Regions from separate parts of the Mus musculus genome. Here all the other regions are linked to region 1. The links are chromatin contacts, called in public HiChIP or PLAC-seq maps. All regions are on one chromosome and are shown on one strand. The core of a region is the stretch at or near the end of the contact, and the rest is flanking DNA. Distances in the headings are between cores, read along the strand shown. Region 1 holds the start of Gpaa1 (GPI anchor attachment protein 1). Region 2 holds the start of Gfus (GDP-L-fucose synthase). Region 3 holds the start of Lrrc14 (leucine rich repeat containing 14).

Region 1 (4,067 bases), core at 1,117-3,616:
GTTTGGCCACAAGTGAGTAGCGAGCACGAGGGTGGAGGATATCTTGAGTCCAAGGACTAGGAGCAGGAAGCCCGTGGCGGGCATGTAGAGTCCGATGGAGACAAAGCGGGAGAGGGCCGGCAGCAGGTAGAAGAAGAATGACTGGTGCAGGCGCTCCAGGAGGTGGTTGAGCTTGCGGAACATGCCCTCCAGAGCCCTGCCAGGAGCACAGTCAGGTCAGGGCCAGCCACCCTCTCACCCCAGCTAGACATGACCTTGAACACGGAAAGGGGTCCAGAGAACTTACTTGCCCACTGTCGCCAAATCATACTTGTATTGGCGGAAGCTATTGATGCCGCGTAGGGTTAGTGCCTCCACTCCGTAGCGCAGAAAAAGGCCGTGGGGGCCGTGGGGCCGGCCAGAGGCCTGCCGCAGCACCATGAGTAGCAGTGTCTGCAAACCCTGCAACGGCCCTTCGAGTGACGTCCAGTCCTGGGGCTGCAGCTTTGGAGGCATGGGGACAGGATCAGACAGACTCACCCCTTCTCACGAGCCCCAGGCTCCCAAGCGGGTGGTCCCACCTTGCCCTGGAGTGTACACAACAGCCCCCCTTTCTGGCAGAAGGTCTGGAAGAGGTTGAGCAGATCAAGGTTGGGCAGCTGACCGTTGAGTCCCTCCACTGTCACATCGAGGCTGGTGACCACGTCGCTGCTCAGCTCCAGAGCTACAGCAGCCTGGATGGCTCCAGCCCTGCCCTGCAGGGGAGATGACTGTATGCCTGTAGGAGCAAGCAGTGAGCACTAGAGGGGGCACAAGGGACCGCGGTTTACTTTGAAAGAGATGGGGAGCAAGACTAGGGCTACACCTACCTGTAACATTAATGTCATGGTAGGCTTCGAGCCAAGCCTCGGTGCCCAGAAGATCATGGTCTGTTACCAGGAAAATGATATCTTTGGCCCAGTAAATCTGCCCTGGAAGCCAAAGGCAGGGTCAGCAAAGGGCCTGGGGCATTGGTCAAATCCTCCCGGACCAGAGCCCCAGAGCCTCACCTCGGAAATGGGCAGCAAGTGCCAACAACAACCCCACAGCCTGGCTATTGGTGGCATCTGGACCACAGGGTACAGTAAGCACCAGGGACTCGGTACTGGCAGAACGTGGGGCCCGCAGGATGCCATACACGTTGGTACCTGACACCATCTGCACAAAGAGTTGATGGGAAAGCCTCAGCAGACCCTCCAGCGGACAGCCTGAAGCCTGTCTTTTTTCCTGGCACTTCAATGCCCACCACTAAAGTTCTTCAGACCATCCCTCCCAGAGTTTCTTGGTTTCAGGGCACTTCAACAAGACACCCAACCCAGGCCACCCTTCCAATGTGCTTTTCTCCCAGGCACACCCCTTTCCCTCAATACATAGCGCTCGTGGGTCTCATCCGGGAAGGGTAGTTTGCGGGAGAAGCTCTGGGTGTAGACCTCCAGCCCTACGGATCGCATGGACCGTTCCAGCCAGGCTACTGGCAGAGCCCTGGAGACACAAAAGATAGCCTCTAAGTAGAGCTCCCTGGTCTCGGCCGCCCCTGAAATCCCCAGCCCGCTGCTAGGCACTCACCCCGGCTTCTTGCGGTGGGCAGCGAAGTCCCGGGCAAAGCTCCGAGCGCGGTCTCCACCTACAAACTGTTCCTCCACCATGGTGGAGCCCATGGCATTCTCAGACATGTAAGTGCGCTGGGTTAACGGCGGAAAAGCCAGCGCCAGAAACCAGGCGATCCCGGCCACGTAGCTCAGCACACTGCGAGAGAGTACAGAGTGGGCTCGGAATTAGCCCGACCTGGAACGCTAGCTCGTGGCTTCCACCATGACCCAGAGGGTCCAGCGGGATGGTCCAAGCCATTAAGAACCCGGAGCCAAAGCCGGGCAGTGGCAGCACACGCTGTTAATCCCAGCATTCAGGGGGCAGAGGCAGGTACAGGCGGATCTGAGTTCGAGGCTAGTCTGGTCTACAGAATAAGTTCCAGGACAACCAGGGCTGCACAGAGAAATCCTGCCTCCGGAAAGGAAAAAAGATCTAAGACCCTAGATCAGCGATGGATAGGGACCAGAGCTCTAAGCTCAGTGTCTGAGTGACACTTGCAAAGAGGTCGCAGACCCTGGAGCAGTAGGCGCGTGTGGAGCCACAGCAGCTCAAGTTCCCGCCAGTCCCGCCCCCTGTGCCCGCCCTCACCAGAGAGGTGTGTTAAGGCGCAAGACGATGCGGGCGAGCGCGCGCCGGCGCACCGGGTCCGACAGGAGACCCATGGCGGGGCGCGGGGCTCTGCTCTCGCGGCAGCTTGACACCTCCAAGAGCAGGGTTCCTGTCGGACCCGGCGCCCGGTGCTGCCTTAATTTCCGGTCCCAGGATCCATCGCGCCACTACTCTTGGTAGCGGCAGACGGAGTTGGGAAACCAGATTGTGCGCATGCTCACAACTGAGGTCGCCAGCTCTGCGCGTGCTCAAAACTGAGGTAGGCTGGAGAAGTACGGGATGCAGTCATGGCCAGTGGGCGGAACTGGAACCTGGGGCTGTGAAGCTGCGGGCGAGCAGCTGGAAGGCGGGACGCTGGCGGATCTCACGACAGAGCAGCGACAGTGTGCCTGCCTAAAGGTTCTCGGGAGTGTAACGCAGGTGGGTAGAGAGCTAGAACGACGAGAAAAGACTGATGCCTGCTGAAGTGAGATACTGAATGACAGTGTTGTAGCTATGACTTGAGGGACCCGTGTGAACTGAGGATTCGACGCTAAATCATTTCTGTGGATGTCATGAACCTTAAGACAGTGGGCTCACTGGCACAGTGGGCGAGTTGGTGGCCAGAGGAGATGGGTGGTGGTGGCGATGAAGGTAGTTTCTCTAAAAGGTTGCAGGGGTAAGGGCCTAAGGATAGATGGCCAAGAAGCAACAAAAGGTGGCTATCCTCCTAGAGCCCAAAGTAAGCGGGAGGAAAGGCCCAAGGAAAGAAGACATTAGTCCAGTGGTTCTTAACATTCTGACCTTTAATACCGTTCCTCATGTTGTGATGATCCTCAAACATAAAATTATTTGGCTGATTCTGAATAGCTAATTTTGCCGTTACGTCATAATGTCATCTCTTAATGATGGACACCCATAGCCAGCTGAGTGCAACCTCGGCCTTGTGCTCCTGTCCCTGATGGGCTGTGTAAGCATGGCACACTCCTTAGCTGGAGGACTTGAGTGACCAACATAGGCGAAGGGGGAAACTCCAATTTGTAAGCTGATTCCAACTTGAGTTTGTTGGTCCCCGGTTTGAACTGTGGTTAATAGAAATACCACCGACAAGTCCAAGAAGAAACTGCCCTGGGCCAGAGCCAATCAGGGAAATAGAGGGAAAGTGCCTACCATTGCAACGGTTACAGATAAATTGCTCATCACTGACCAAACCCTGTGCATCGAGATACCTCTTTGTGCCGGGCGGTGGTGGCACACGCCTTTAATCCCAGCACTCAGGAGGCAGAGGCAGGCCTGGTCTACAGAGTGAGTTCCAGGACAGCCAGGGCTACACAGAGAAACCCTGTCTCAAAAAAACAGGAAAAAAAAAAAGATAACTTTGCGAAATAAGGCAACTGACAGGCAGGAGACCCCTGCTCCCTGATCAAACTAGTATAAAAACCCTGCCTAATTGAGGCTCAGGGCTCTCAGCACAAATCTGGTGTGTTGGAGGAGTCTGAGGTCCAAGCTTAAGGGTGAAGAAAGTCTGAATTCGCATGCAGATTCATACTCCCAGGGGTCTTTGCGGACCCTAATATCTGGGCAGGCACAACAGGTGCACCCTTGCTCTTCCTAGCACAAGTGCTCTCTCCACTTAGGGACTGCACTATAAACTGCGCTGTAGGGCCCTGAGCAGCTTTTAAGTGCTGTACAGTAAGGTGTACTCGGGAGAAGAACAGGCCTTTATTCTGGAAAGGGGTGGTTGCCACTCAGTCCCCCAGTGAGACAGAGGCCTCCTGCACGTGCTGTCGGACGACAAGGTCCAGCAGAGTGTGCACACCTCGGGCCGCCTGGGCAGCAGCCTCTAGCACCTGCTCCAAGTGGTCTTCGTG
Region 2 (4,067 bases), core at 583-3,082, 400 kb after region 1:
AGTTGGAAAACTTGCAGGTGGAAACAGAAGCACTGGGGAGGGCAAGAAGTGACAGAAAATGGAGAACAAAAGGGCTCAGTCCCCATGACTGAGCAAGAGAAGGAAGTTTTCTGCAGAAGGAAAGAGGAAAGAAACTATGCCAGAGGGTAGGCAAGTCAGAGATATCTAAAAAAGCAGGAGGACAGTATGATGAAACAGCCCATTTTGAAAGTAAGGGTTAGGGCTGGAGAGATGGCTCAGTGGTTAAGAGCTCTGACTGCTCTTCCAAAGGTCCTGAGTTTAATTCCAGCAGCCACTTGGTGGCTCACAACCATCTGTAATGAGATCTGACGACCTCTTCTGATGCGCGTCTGAAGACAGCTACAGTGTACTTAGATATAATACTAAATCTTTAGGCTGGAGCGGGGCCCAACCAGAGTGAGCAGGACCAGCCGGAGCAAGCAACCTTCATTCCCAGCAACCACATGATGGCTCACAACCATCAGTACAGCTACAGTGCGTACACGTAAAATAAAAAAAAATAAAATAAGGTAAAATAAAAAGAAATGATAGATCTGAGGCATTTTAAAGAGGCTGTGGTTTCATATGGGATGAATTTGTCTTTTGTGGAATAAATTCTAAGTAACTGGGCTACTCAAAATAGAATTATTCCTCAACACTGGAAGGGGCTGGTAACAGCTGTACTAGACTCTGGTCCACAATTGCAAACTCTAACTAAATTCAATGAGTCATTTAAAAGACATAAAAATGAGAAGAGGCGGGTTGGAGAGATGGCTCAGCGGTTAAGAGCACTGACTGCTCTTCCAGAGGTCCTGAGTTCAAATCCCAGCAACCACATAGTGGCTCACAACCATCTGTAATGGGATCTGACACCCTCTTCTGGTGTGTCTGAAGACAGCTACAGTGTACTCATATACATAAAATAAATAGATTTAAAAAAATTAGAAGAGGCTCAGGGGGATGAACTCATTTTGTAGAACAGGCTGGCCTCAAATTCAGAGATCTGCCTGACTCTGCCTCTCAAGTGCTGGAATTAAAGGTAGAGTGTGCTCTCCCACACTCTGTGTGTGTATTCTTAAGCCTGTGTCTCTATTTTTAAATTAACACTACTATCACAGTTGATAGACATATAAACTTAGCTAAACTGAATAATCTGCTGTCCTACTTACCTCCTCATAACCAATATTTTTTAGGTTTTTTTTTTATACATTATTTAGTTTTTATGTATGGGTACATGTGTGGGACAGTGTGAGCGTGAAAATCAGAGAACGACTTGTGGAAGTCAGTTCTGGCTTTCCAGTAAGTGGATCCGAGTGGATCGAATTCAGACGAACAGGCTTGGAGTTAAGTACCTTTAAAAACACCATTCCAACATTGGCTGATATTTTAATTTTTCATTATGAAACACACTTTAAGATGTTGTCGAGGTAGAAGAGATTTTATTCACTGCTTTAAAATACTCAATTTAGGTAAAGAAATCGAGTCTTGTGTGAACTCTTGGCTGGAACACACAACTGGTAAGGGATGCTGGCTCAGCCAGGCGCCTGGCCACTCAGACACGCAGACCGGCTAATGGGAAATGATTTTCCTTGCAGGATAAGAACTGGAGATTCCTTGCCAGCCCACTAGTCCCTTGAGGGACCTGTGTCCGTTTAACCACTAGAGTGTGTCTAGGTGTGCAGCTTGTCCTCTGCATTGCAGTTCCAGCGGTGAGACGGGACCATCCCCGCCCCGCCCACAGGACTCGGTTTCCCAGATGGCCGTGAGGCCCAGAAGACATTTCCCAGAAGGGCCCGCGCCTCACTGGCGCGTGACAAAGACTCCATTTCCCAGAGTTCCCCGGGAGGGTCTCGCCCCCCTCCACTTGAACCGGGAATAGCTGGAGAATTGTGCACCGGAAGTAGCTCTTGGGCTGGTGGAACCCATCGCAGGTGAGATTTACAGTTGGATTCGGCGCAGCAAACCGGGGATCTCGCAGGCTGGTCAGGGCCGTAAGAGTACGTCTCGCATTGTGGGTCTACGTGGGGTTGGGCTGGGTCGGGAACCAAGGGGTTTGGGGCCCGGGCCCTTGCTCATCTTGGTAACGGTGGAGCCATGCGGCTGGTTCAGAGCCCCCCTACAGAAACCGTAAAAAATTCCAGCGTCCTGAGGCCGTCCAGCGGTGCACCCTGCCCTAAACTACTAGGCTTTCTTAGACCGTAGGCTATCAGCTCAGCATTTGTGGGTACGGGACTCCAAGTACGAGCACCGCCCCTTGTCTGTCTGTAGGGTGAACGTTGGGGAGAAGCAGCCGCTATGATCTGTGCAGGGACCTGCCAGCCCTAATTTTGCAGTCGTAGGGATGAGGTGTACCTTTCCTCTGCCTAGTAGGGTCATGGGTTGGAACCAAGCTACTTTGTTTGGGATGGCGGCCAGCAGGAAGCTATAATGCCCAGGGCAAAGGACTTCCTGGGGGAACAGAGTTGGGTGTGTCTGTCAGCCTGTTGTCGCTCCTCCTTGGAAGTTTTGATTCTGTGCCTGCTGCCATTGGCCAAGGAGAATGGGGTAGGGAAAATGGCACATCCTGTATCCTCCTTAGCTTACACCATTTGGCCCTCCAGGTGCAGACCATAATGGGCGAACCCCATGGATCCATGAGGATCCTAGTGACAGGGGGCTCTGGACTGGTGGGTAGAGCCATCCAGAAGGTGGTTGCAGATGGGGCCGGCTTACCTGGAGAGGAATGGGTGTTTGTCTCCTCCAAAGATGCAGATCTGACGTAAGTTGCGACCATATTCAGACCCAATTCCTCCTCTTGGTTCCCTTTCCAGACAGAATAATACCCTGACCGGGTTTGTTCCTGAGCCTAGAAGTAATCTACCCCGAGTTTGGGTCCTCCCTGCCAGGTGACAGGCTGTAGTTGCTGGCTGTGCTCTTAAGTAAACATCCTCCTGTAGTTCCGGGATTCCCAGCCGACAGCTGCTAAAGCTCTGAACTTAGCTACTTGTCTCTGTGGCTGCCCTTCCAGCCATGGATCCATTCAGTTTCTAGACTCACTGCCCAAGCCTCAAACTCCTGATCTCCTCAGGCCTCCCTAGCCCTCCCCTGACATCCTGGCTTCCCTCAGGGATGCAGCCCAAACCCAAGCACTCTTCCAGAAAGTACAGCCCACCCACGTCATCCATCTCGCTGCAATGGTAGGCGGCCTTTTCCGGAATATCAAATACAACTTGGATTTCTGGGTAAGTTGGAGTGCTCCAGGGGCAACAAGCATTGGGAGCCAGGAGCTTAGGTTCTTGAAACTTCCACAGGTTTACCCCCAAGAAGTCCCCGAGGGCTGGTTTTGTACAGCCCTCAGGACATTTGGCCAAGTGCCGACCTGCAGATTGAGAAGCTGAAAGAAACCTGCACACCACACTATGTATCTGGGACTGAGCTTGCTTGGCTGCTAGATTGTCTGTTTGTCTGTCTGTCTATATCTATTTACGTAATGTGCATTGGTGTTTTGCTTGTATGTATGTCTGTGTGAGGATGTCTAGTCTCTTGGAACTTGAGGTACAGACAGTTATGAGCTAGCATGTGGGTGCTGGGATTTGATCCTTTGGAAGAGCAGCCAGTGCTCTTAACTGCTGAGCCATCTCTCTGACCCCCAAATTTTTCTTTCTTTCTCTCCTTTTTGTTTTGTTTTTGGGGGTTTGTTGATTTGTTTTGGTTTTTGAGACAGGGTTGTAGCCCTGCCTGTCCTGGAACTTTCTCTATAGACAAGACTAGCCTCAAAACTCACAGATTCGTTGCCTGCTTCTGCCTCTGGAGTGCTGGGATTAAAGGCGTGCTCCATCATTGGCCAGGCTGCCAGATTCTTGTACTCCCAGGCTTGGTTTCCTCAGCCCTCTGAATCTACCAACCACTCCCGTATGTTGGAGTGTCTGTAGCATGTGCCTTAGGAGAAGGGGCAAAACGGAAGAGCCCTGCTTCTGCCCACCGTGCTCCTGAGAATCTGCCCTCCTGCCTTTGAGCAGTCAGTGGCTTTGATCTAGCTGGCCTAACTAGACACTGCAGTATGCAAAGGTTCCCACCAGATTTTGCCC
Region 3 (4,067 bases), core at 667-3,166, 380 kb before region 1:
AAACAAAGTGTTGAGCAGAACATACATAGTGCAGCTGTGTCAATGACCTGTCTGTTAAAAGAAATAGCTCATGCTCTGCAGGGCCCAACACTGATACTTTAGGTCTCCCAAATGACAATGACTCAGAAATCCTTCCTCAGAAGTCTAGTAAGGGCTAGGCATGGAGTTGTACACCTTCAATTCCAGCACAGAGGAAGGCAAGAGGGAGGTAGATCTATGAGTCCGAAGCGCACCTAGTCTATTTATAGTCTGTTTATCCTTACAGTGACATCCTAGCCAAAAAAAAAAAAAAAAAAAAAAAAAAGGAAGGAAAGAAAAGAGAAGAAGAAAAGGGGCTGGGAGACGCCTTTCTGTATAGCTCTTACTGAACATGAGGACCTGATTTCAGACCACAGAACCTATGTAAAAGCAGGATACAGGTGACACAGCTCTGTAGCCAGCACTGGAGTCAACAGAAGACTCCCTGAACCTTACTGGCTGGCTAGCCCACTATTGAGTTCTAGTAGATTTGCATGTTTGCTTGTAAAATGGGGGTGGGAGGGTGGGGTGGAGAAATGGTTCAGCAGTTATGAGCATTTACCGATCTTGCAAAAGACCCCAGCCTGGTTTCCAGAACCAACATGGTATGTCACAGCCACATGGAACTGATGCAGGTGCCCCCTTTTGACCTGAAGCTTTCACATGCACATGGTGTATTTTCCTACGACTAGGGAAAGTAAATATTTTCTAAAGTGAAGTAAATCCCAGACCTCTCTTCCCACCAGACTGACAACAGAGGATTCCTCCAGAGCCAGTAGCCTAACATCCTGACCCTCCACGTAGATGTGCCTTTGGAGTTAAAGAAGTCTAACACAGCTTAGTGAGTGCCAGGCTCTGGGGTTTTTTTTTTGTTTTTGTTTTTTAAAGGATCCTGTGAACAGATGGTGTGCAGCATCTGAGACCAAGGCCCTGAGTTTGAACTCCAGAGATAGCGGATTTCTAGGGTATAACTAGGCAGAGAAATCCCTGAGGAAGAGCAACTCTCACCCTCTGTGGTCCTTGTCTCCTATTCGGGTACCTCCTCTTCACTGAGAAACCATGTCTTAAATTCACGAGATTCATAACGATCCAAGCCAAAACTGCTAAAGCGTTCCAGCTGAGAAGCCACATACAAAAGATCCTGAGCCTGAATGATTCTTGCTATCCTGGGTCAGTAGACTTCCTGTGGGCAAAACACCTTACCCTCAGAACTATGCTACAGTCCTCAGCCCACAACAGAATGGAAAACCAGGGCCTAGGCCTTACGCAAAGCCGCAGCAAGGGACAAGACTGGGGACCAGAAAGACTGATGAAGCCCAGGGTTTGCTTGCTTCTAACATCTCCTACGAGTCCTTAAGGCACGCGTCCCTGGGGAACCCCGCGTGACTGTCCTTGATCTGGCTCTAGCTTAAGATAATAGGACTGCCTAACTGACAGGACAAGCCAACCAAACACCTGTCATAAGAGGAACCGGTGGCAGCCCGCCTGGCCTCCAAGCAAGGATTGCTTCTGGGTGATGCTACTGCACACAGGACACAGCGGTCTCTGCGGCATACAGACGCGCACGCTCGGATCCTTGGAGAAAACAAAAAGCCCGGAACATCAACTGACCCGGGCGAGCCTGGAGCCACAGGCCGAGACCGGCCTCGCCCGCCCCTAGGTCTCCCTTCGCTTGCGGCCCATCCCCGCGCGCCGGCGGCACCTCCCGAGAATCCGCCTCAGCCGTGGTCTTCAAGCGCCAGTCCCCGTCGAACCTGCCGTCCAAGTGCCCTGACCACTAACGGCTGCTTGACTCTCAGCTCGACTCGAATCCCAGCCCCGCGGCCCCCGCTCATCCGCCTCCCCGACTACCAAGGCCTGCAACCCTTCCTCGCCCAGCAAGCCTCGCCCAGCTCCGCGCAGCGCCGGGGCGCGCTGTGATGACGCAACAACTCATAGGCCCGCCCCCTCCCCGGGGGGCTCAGAGCATCTGCAGCACCGCCCGGCGGCCGCTCTCATTGGCTAAGGACAGGACTTTACGGTGGCGGCGGGAGATTTCCCCTAAACTCACGTTCGGGCTGCCATGGAGCGGCTCGCGACCGTTCGCGCGCGGCTACAGGAGTGGGAACGCGCTTTTGCACGGCTGCACGGGCGACGGCCAGCGAAGGTGAGGTGGAGTTAGGGTCCGGACAGGGGCGGCAAGTGGGGGATCCTGGCGCAGCCTGTTGCTGACAAGCTTCTCTCCTAGGGGGATGTGGAGGCGGCACCTGAAGAGACCCGCGGTGAGCACTGGGCTGGTGGACCAGGGACAGGGCGAATGTTAGTGGGTATGCCCCTGACCGCCGACTTCTGCCTTCCCAGCGCTCTACCGTGAGTACCGTAACCTAAAGCAGGCGGTGCGTCAGGCTGACGACAGACATCGTGTCCTAGAGCAATCACTTGCCGAGGCAGCTGAGGAGGTATCAGTGAATCCCACTCTCAGCGGTCTGTGGTCCAAATGGCAGGAACCGAGAGCATTTTGCAGCCGTGCCTCCATGGAGCACAGAAGTTGGGTGGCCAGGTCCTCCCATGGGGGTTAGGGGAAGCTTTAGAGGCACTTCTGTGCCCATGCCATCTTTTAAACTGGTCTAGGTTGCTACTATCTACTGCAGGCACAGGAGCCAAGCTGCTGGGGTCCCCACCTGAGTCGAGCTGCAACGCAGAATACGCAGTCTATGCCAAAACAGAGCCTACTGAGTTCTGTACAAGACTATGGGAAGAGGCTCAAAGCCAATCTGAAAAACACAACACAGGTAAGACGTGGAGGTGAACCCAGAACTGCCTTTGGCCCTTGGGTGGTTTGCCAGGGTCCTTCTATGTCCACCCTTCCTTATAGCACGCACGTACGCTCCTGTAATAACTGGGACTAGGTTCCTAACGGTGCTCAGGCATCTCCACTCTTATTGTCTGTCCCAAACTTCTGCAGTAACCCAGGTCCTGAATTCCGATTTGCTGTTCTGTCTTTCTAGACTGGACCAACCCAGAGCAGAAAACTCCAGCTTCAGAAGAGATCCTTGTCCACAGTTCCTGCCCCAAGGCCACCAGGCTCAAAGACTGAATCCCCCTGTCCAGACGAAGCTGACGATGCACTTCCTCGGGTTCCTGAGCCCCGGCCGAGGCTGGGCCAGCTCCAGCAGCTCCGATCATCCCTCAGCCGGAGGTTGACTTCCCTAGACCCTGGTTGGTTAGAGAGGTGTCACAACAGAGTTTCAGATCTTCTAGAGGTTCCGGGTGCTTGTGGGCTTGACCTGAGTGCAGAGGAGTCACAGCCTCAGATGTCAGGCAAGGTGAACATCGCTGATCCTGACATCCAGTCAGAAGTATCTGTACAGAGCCCAGAGGCCATAGCCCAACAGCCAGCCCAGGTTTTGTCACAGAGCCCCAAATCCATCAACAGTAAAGGCAGGAAGCGGAAGTGGAATGAGAAGGGGGAGGACTTTGCACAAGACCAGCCCAGCAGCGGAGCAGGACCCCTGTCTGAGGGAGCCAGGGCTACAGTACATGGGCAAGACCCTCCAGGAGAACCCACACAAGTGAATGTCCCTCAGCCATGCAATTCCTCAAACCAGGCCAGGACAGAGAAGGCTAAGGGCACAACCCACCTCCATGCCTCTCCTCGACCAGCTTCCCTAGACAGAGGGAACTATATTCGACTCAACATGAAAAACAAACGCTTTGTACGAGTTGGGGCCAATCGGGGCAGGCTTCTCCGTAAGCAGGTGAGATGTGCTGAATGGAACAGGCCAGCCTCCTCTCCTCTCCTCTCCTCTCCTCCTCCCTCCCCCTCCCCTCCCCTCCCCTCCTCCTGTCTCTTCCCGTCTACTCCTGAATGGTTCTTCCATGTGTGGCCCTTCCCCAGGTATGGAAGCAAAAGTGGAAGAAGAAACAAGCTGCGTTTGGGGGAAGTGGACCCAGGGCCACAGACAAGGACACTTGTTTCCGGTGTGGGCAGTTTGGTCACTGGGCATCCCAGTGTTCCCAACCAGGTAAGCCTCTCCCTTAAGTATTGGGTCATTTGCCCACCGTGGGTG

Evidence for each region. HiChIP or PLAC-seq counts read pairs in DNA pulled down with a chosen protein or histone mark.
Region 2: a contact with region 1 is called in an HNF4G HiChIP or PLAC-seq map of pancreatic cancer cells. The contact joins the promoter of Gfus here to the promoter of Gpaa1 in region 1. A contact is called at or near these places in 3 of 39 promoter capture datasets (erythroid cells, hippocampal neurons and neural stem cells), 23 of 484 Hi-C or Micro-C datasets (CD8 T cells, the G1E-ER4 cell line, LSK cells and 15 more), 6 of 115 datasets of contacts at active chromatin or transcription factors (the SCID.adh cell line, astrocytes, embryonic stem cells and 2 more) and 4 of 9 other capture datasets (adipose tissue, liver, macrophages and 1 more).
Region 3: a contact with region 1 is called in an H3K4me3 HiChIP or PLAC-seq map of the SCID.adh cell line, with 14 read pairs. The contact joins the promoter of Lrrc14 here to the promoter of Gpaa1 in region 1. A contact is called at or near these places in 8 of 39 promoter capture datasets (the C10 cell line, cranial neural crest, embryonic stem cells and 4 more), 2 of 484 Hi-C or Micro-C datasets (B cells and granulocyte-monocyte progenitors), 3 of 115 datasets of contacts at active chromatin or transcription factors (the SCID.adh cell line, embryonic stem cells and pancreatic cancer cells) and 2 of 9 other capture datasets (adipose tissue and liver).

The regions. Positions count from the first base shown.
Region 1 is chr15:76,329,593-76,333,659 of GRCm38.p6, reverse strand. Gpaa1 (GPI anchor attachment protein 1) reads right to left here and starts at 2,366. Exons shown (of 12, transcript NM_010331.2): 1 at 2,197-2,366; 2 at 1,585-1,764; 3 at 1,389-1,500; 4 at 1,029-1,176; 5 at 849-950; 6 at 561-757; 7 at 287-483; 8 at 43-196. The coding sequence starts at 2,270. It overlaps Exosc4 (exosome component 4), which reads right to left. Exons shown (of 3, transcript NM_175399.4): 3 at 2,990-4,067. The coding sequence ends at 3,945. It also overlaps a transcript of Oplah not described here.
Region 2 is chr15:75,927,583-75,931,649 of GRCm38.p6, reverse strand. Gfus (GDP-L-fucose synthase) reads left to right here and starts at 1,832. Exons shown (of 11, transcript NM_001357005.1): 1 at 1,832-1,931; 2 at 2,601-2,758; 3 at 3,107-3,221. The coding sequence starts at 2,613.
Region 3 is chr15:76,708,490-76,712,556 of GRCm38.p6, reverse strand. Lrrc14 (leucine rich repeat containing 14) reads right to left here and starts at 1,916. Exons shown (of 4, transcript NM_001358891.1): 1 at 1,630-1,916. Recql4 (RecQ protein-like 4) reads left to right here and starts at 1,998. Exons shown (of 22, transcript NM_058214.3): 1 at 1,998-2,164; 2 at 2,246-2,279; 3 at 2,359-2,456; 4 at 2,649-2,789; 5 at 3,006-3,755; 6 at 3,896-4,022. The coding sequence starts at 2,081.